2 separate regions of the Callithrix jacchus genome follow, and region 2 is linked to region 1. A link is a contact called in public Hi-C data. All regions are on one chromosome and are shown on one strand. The core of a region is the stretch at or near the end of the contact, and the rest is flanking DNA. Distances in the headings are between cores, read along the strand shown.

Region 1 (3,157 bases), core at 269-2,768:
CCACAGGCTAAAAAGACCAACTATTTGGATAAGGCCATTTCAAGTGAGGCAGAGATCAAACAGCCTACAGAGGTGTCCCACCTCTCCAAGACTGTAAACTACTTCCTTTGCCCTATCCTCTCCAGTAGTATATGATGCCATTTCCAGAACCCATCAAGCAAGCTCATTTCACTTAAATACTTCAACACAGAAGTAAAGCGTACTAGAAATAACAGCAGCTGGCAATCCATAAATCCACAGGTTGATTACATAAGCTCTGGAGCTTATGTAAGCAACCTATTGAGTCCATCAGATGGTATCTAATACTACGGAGAAAGACAAACCAGGGAAAGAAGAGAGAAAACATTAGGGAAGGGAAGTTTCTATACGACGACCAAGGTGGGCCAGGTGTGATGGCGGGCACCTGTAATCCCAGCCACTCTAAGCGGAGGCTGAGGAACGGAAGCGGAGACCGGACCACTACACTCCAGCCTGGAGATAGAGCAAAACTCTGTATCAAAAAAAGAGGGCCAAGGTTGACACTGGACTCAAGGTTTTACGGCGACGAAGCATTTAATTATCTGTGAAAAAGCATTCAGGAATGGGGAAAAAAAGTAAAAATTCAACAAAGCAGCTACTTTGAAACAGAAGCATGCCCAGTATGATTAAGTGGGTCAGCCAATGTGGGATCACAGCAAGAACTCTTGATTTCTAACCTAAGACAGAAGGCCGATGGAGGATCTGAAAATAGACATTACATGTTTGGGGGGTAGGGAAGGGAACAGGAGCACGAACAACTGCAGGCATTCAGGTAAGAAAGAATGGGGGCGCTCAGAAAGACCAATGCAACTGGTCAGACTGTGAATGTATCTGGAAGGTAGAGTCCACAGGATTTGTTCACTTGCCAATGAATGAAACAGAGAAGGACACAAGAGGAAAAGACTGGAGTGGAGACGATTCGGCACATCTCTGTGAGTGACAACCAGACGCGAGTTTGCCCTCCAGGGCGGGTACGGGGATACTCACACTCCATGGATGCGCTTGTGAATGTTGATGGTGTATTCTCGGGTCACCACCTCGTTGATGGCAGAACGGCCCTTTTTCTTCTCGCCACCCTTCTTTGCGGGAGCCATCTAAATGCAGGCGACAAGGAGGCTCAGAGCAAAGTTAGACAAGCTCAAGCCAAGTCCTCCCTCCCAACCTCACGCTGTCACTCTCGCGCCGCTTTCAGGTGCTGAGGTCTGGCCAGGCTAAGTCGGGTCACCCAGTGGCCCACGCACGCGCTCTCAGATGCCTCCGACCCGGAAATCCCTGCCGCCCCGGCTCCCCTAAGCCTGGTCACTTTCCTCCTCAGGCTCCGGGAACCCTTAAAAATCAGCGTGTATTCCCATCTTTCCACAACCGGAGCCCCGGGCTGGCTCGGGAGAGATTTCGCGGTCCCAGTTAGTACAATCCTAAAGGAGGATGGGGCTGGATTCCAGGAGCCCAGACTCCGCCACACATACTCACTCTGTCCGGTCCGAGGCGGAAAGAAAGAGCGCGAGGAATTGTGGGAGAAGGAAAGCCGCACTTGCAAGTACAACTTCCGGGTCGCCTGGCAAGGGGGTGTGGCTATGGAAGGGGAGAGACGAGACTGTGACGTAAGCTGCGCACGCCGAAATGGGGACAGCGAGCGGGGTCGGCGCCGGTACGCGCGTTTGGGCCGCAAGCTCTTTTGCAGCTTCTCGCTGAGAGATTCCCTCCGGCTCCGCGAAGGAACTTGCGTCCCTTGTCTAAGTCTTCGGATAAAACCAAAACCTAGGCCTACGCTGGATGGGAGCAGGGCCAGGGAGAGAGACATTCGTTTTTTGTTTTTTCCCCATTCATTCATGCATCCTACCAACACTGACTGAGCCTGCGTCGGGCGCGGTGCCTGGCTGGCGGTCCCAGGGTCACTAAGACACAGCCCGGCGCTGGAGGTCTTGGGAGGGCCAGCACAGCATTGCCAGTGATTGCTGTCCTGGGCCGTGGCGCCACAGGACTCTCGCGTCGTCCCGGTGCACGAGGGTGGGTCGGGTGCAGAAAGGAGGGGAGACTTGTGCGCGGTCTGGAAGCACTGGCAGGAGATATTACTAACTGAGGAGTGATAGAGGCTGCTGCACGTGGAAGGACTGGAGCAGTGTGGCTTCCCAGACTCTTGGTTGAGGGGTGAGAGAGCCTGTGGGGACCTACTCGTTAAAGATTTAACTATTACTGGTAATAAGGAGTAATTGAAAGGTTTTCAGGAGGGCAGCGCCATGATCAGATGTTTTAGAATAAATTTATCTGCCCAAAGTATCGCTTGGGAGTAGTTGGTGGCTACAAGACCACTAGAAATAAGCTATTTACAAAATACAAATGATGAGGGTCCAAACTAAGGCAGTTGAAGCGGGATTGGAAATGAGTGGACTAATTTTATAGATACCAGGAGGTAAAATTAAGAGGAGTTGGAAAGAGAAAACCAGAGGAAATGCGACATTTAAGAGGTATGGAAAGCAGAGGCTATAAGAAACTAGTTAAAAATCATTAGAGCAGTGTGGAAAGACCTGAAAATATTCTAGGCTGGGCGTGGTGGGTCACACCTATAATCCCAGCACTTTGGGAGGCCGAAGTGGGTGGATCACGAGGTCAGGAGTTCGAGACCAGCCTGGCCAACATGACGAAACACCGTCTCTACTAAAATACAAAAAATTAGCCAGGCGTGGTGGTGCGTGCGTGTAGTCCCAGCTACTCGGGAGGCTGTGGCAGGGAAATCACTTGAACCCGAGAAACGGAGGTTGCAGTGAGCCGAAATCGAGCCACCGCATTCCAGCCTGGCAAGGAGTGAGACTCCATCTCAAAAGAAAAAGAAAAAAGAAAATATTCTCGGTAGGGCGTGGTGGCTCATGCCTGTAATCCCAACACTTTGGGAGGCTGAGGCGGACGTATTGAGACCAGCCTAACCAACATGGTGAAACCCTGTCTCTACTTAAAAAATACAAAAATTAGCCGGGTGCGGTGGTGCGTGCCTGTAATCCCAGCTACTCAGGAGGCTAAGGCAGGAGAATCGCTTGAACCCAGGAGACGGAGGTTGCAGTGAGCTGAGATCGCACCACTGCACTCCAGTCTGGGTGACAGTTGAGACTGTCTCAAAAAAAAATTCTCATGTAAGCCAACTGGA
Region 2 (3,157 bases), core at 193-2,692, 140 kb before region 1:
AACTGACCACTGGTCTGCGCATTGCTCTCTGCTCACTGCCCCCTGCATGGGCTCCTGTTAGGAGGCCCACCTCACTTTTCTGACTCATTTTCTTAACTGAGTTCTTCAGGGCAGACCGGTCTCCTAGTTCATCTGTGCGATTCCGGGCCTGGCAGTGGGTCTGCGCAGGAGGTGCTAGTGAACGATTCTGGAGGGAATGTTTTCTTACCGTCCCTGAATGTTTCATATGCCCTAGTGCACCCTAATGGTCCCGATTACCACTGACTTCCTTCCTCCGTTTCATTCAGAGGCCATTTGTTAGTGGCTGCCAGTCCTGGACCATGCTCTCCTGGCCTCTGGGTGGGCGTTCCTGTCCTCCACCCACAGGGTTCTTGCCTGCCAGGTCCGGTCAGGGTTTCTGAGCTGCTCACTTCTGGGGGCGCTTCCCTTAGTTCCCAGGCGTCCTAGGAGGTCGGGGTGATGGTGTGTGTGTGTGTGGGGGTGGGGTGGGGGGGTGGGAGGTGGGATTGACTTTATTTCCAGTTTTCAATTCTGTCCTAGTTATCAGTCATGCTTTTGTCAGGGATTCTTGTGTCAAAACCCCAGGGATGTTTTGATGGGGTTGTTCTTTTCTTCTTTTCCTTGGTAGGGTGTTGAATGTAACTGCTTCCCTGTGGAGATCGTTGGAGGTTCCCCAGCCTGCTCCAGGCCAGCTACCCTGCGTCTGCTTCCACAACATCCTTGAGGAACTACGCATTTAAAACCTAACCTCTTCACATCGCCTACTCCATATTTTCCAGCTTTCCAATTTCTCTCAGAACAAAGGTTTTATCTCTGGCCAGGGCACCGACCGCGATGGCCCTAATATCGGTACCTCCTGGCCCCTGGAGGGACGTCCAGAGCTGAATCTGGTCTGATGCTTTCTTTAGGATCCCAAAACATCGCTGACGCCTCTACAGCGCCGTCGGATCCCCGGGGAGAGCACCCGAAATATGCACCAAGTATTAAAAACGTTGGAACATAATTGTTTTTAATTCTTATGCTATTTTTTGGTTATTTACAATTGCCGCTGCTGCTGTTTTAAACCCAGCGCACTGAGGTTTTCTGGCGTGCATTTGCCCACCTCCCCACCCCCACCCCACGATTGATGCCCTCGGTGGGGCAACTTGCAGCTGTGAGAGGAGTGCTTTTTCCCGGTCCCTCCTCCACGTCTCAGGTCGAGGTCCGGGACCCGGGTTCTCCGGAGTTCCCCCCGGGAGCGCGGCGGGGCGGGAGGGAAGGAGCCTGGCGCAGGATTGGACTTCCTCCCTTCACTCCGGAACTGTGCGCCGGAGCTGCTGGGACGCGGAAACCCGGGAGGCGCCGCCGCAGCCGCGGGGTGGGGGCGGCCGGGGGGCGGGGCCGGGGGCGGGCACGGGGCGGGGTCACGTGTGGGCTGCGCTGGGTGCGAGCTAAACCCGCTGTGCTCCGCGGGCTTCCAGAGCTCTGGGCGCTGGCCGGGCTGCGGTCCCCGCGCGCCCTCGCTGCCTCCTCTCAAGCGGGCTTGGCCCACAGCTGCCGGCGGTCGGGGAGATGTGAGCCGGGACCGGCGGGCGCGGCTGGACCGTCGCGATGTGGCTCAAACCCGAGGAGGTGCTGCTGAAGAACGCGCTGAAGCTCTGGGTGACCCAGAAGAGCAGCTGCTACTTCATCCTGCAGCGGCGCCGCGGGCACGGCGAGGGGGGCGGCCGCCTCACCGGTAAGCCGCGCGCCGGGGCGAGCGCGGTGGCCGGGCCCGGGGCCTCGCTCCCCGTCGGGCCCGCGGTCCCGGATTCCGGGCTGCGTCGCCAGTGGCGATTTCTTGGGAGACGCGGGGCCCAGGCATCCCTGCTGCGGGCTTGTTTTCCTTTTTTCTGCGTTTCTCCCGCGGGCTCCCGTCGAGGTAGTGACAGAGGGGTTCCCGAGCTAGTGCGTTTTCCCGGGGGAGGCAGGCGTCTTCGCCGCCTCTCCCAGTGAACTGGAGGCCGAATTCGGCTCGGGAATCGATGTAGAAACGCGGGCTGGAGGGTGGCCGGAGGGGGCGGGGCCGCTCTGGAGCGACGCGGCTGCTGTGCGGGGCCAGGTGACAGCGGGGTGGCCTGGCCGGCCGGGACTCGGCCATCTGGAGGCGCCCGAGGCTCCAGGTGGTGTCGCGGCTGGGGGCGCGCGGCGGTGTGCGAGGGGCGCAGCTCGGGAGGCGGCGGCGAGCGGGGACCGTCTCTGAGCCCAGAGGGGAAACCGAGGCTGGGCGAATCCTAAGATCGTGATCTTATTTAAAAAATTGAACAAGTCAGTTTTTTCCTCTCTTTCAGTGTTTTACTGGGAATGGTAGGAAAATAAAAACAAAGGCGTGTGAAGTTGATGAAAAGACAGCATTTTTTTTTTTTTCCTAAAAGTTATGATAGAAAGCTCTTTGAAATTGAAGCCAGCTTGCAGTAGCTGGGACACCTGTTTAAAAGGTCAGTGAAGGAACAGTTAGACTTTTTCATTTGTATCAAAAGGACCTGTATGATTTTTCTTTAAAATTTTGGAATCTGAATAAAAAAGACCTTAGATCTCCTGTCTTATTTCTTTTCTACTGAGGAGAAGACAGAGGCCAGAGAGGTCAAAGGACCTACGTTAGGTCCCCTGGTAAGTTGTTGGCGGCTCTTTGTGCTCTCAGACCATCTAGGGAAGGCTCCTCTGAGGTTGAGTCTGGTAGGAGTTGTACCAACACGCCCTGAAACCACAGAACCAAGTGTGAAGGGAATGGCCTTTGCTAGACTTTAGCTTCTGAGGAAGCTGGTGATTGGGTTTGTTAGGGGAGGGCAGACTTACACTGAGACCCAGTGAGTGGGTGGGAGTTGGCAGGATGCTGCACGGAGGGAGCCGAGGGCAGCTTAGGGTTTCCCATGGAAGGGGCAGAGGGTAGTTAGGATTATGGATGGAGGCGGATAGGTAGGGTGCTTTGGTAACCAGTGGTCCTGATGAGTGGCAGGGACAACTTGGGCAGCGCGTGGGCCTGCTCCAGAAGCTGTTTTGAGCTTTGTGGGAGGGATTTGTGCAGGAGGCAGGGGGCCGCAGTGACCTTGTTGGGCCCTGGGACGCACTGTGGTGCTTAGTGCCCAGGCTCTCGGGGAATGGAGGTGGGTGGTGTCCTGGGAAAGGCATTGGAGGCGAA

The links. A called contact is a pair of places that touch in the nucleus more often than the background predicts.
Region 2: a contact with region 1 is called in a Hi-C map of skeletal muscle, with 6 times the contacts expected there. The contact joins the promoter of TBC1D8 here to the promoter of RPL31 in region 1. A contact is called at or near these places in 3 of 3 Hi-C or Micro-C datasets (induced pluripotent stem cells and skeletal muscle).

What each region holds. Positions count from the first base shown.
Region 1 is chr14:10,869,514-10,872,670 of calJac240_pri, reverse strand. It overlaps RPL31 (ribosomal protein L31), which reads right to left and starts at 1,518. Exons shown (of 5, transcript XM_003734683.6): 1 at 1,489-1,518; 2 at 1,006-1,112. The coding sequence starts at 1,112.
Region 2 is chr14:11,008,751-11,011,907 of calJac240_pri, reverse strand. It overlaps TBC1D8 (TBC1 domain family member 8), which reads left to right and starts at 1,442. Exons shown (of 19, transcript XM_035271762.3): 1 at 1,442-1,717. The coding sequence starts at 1,591.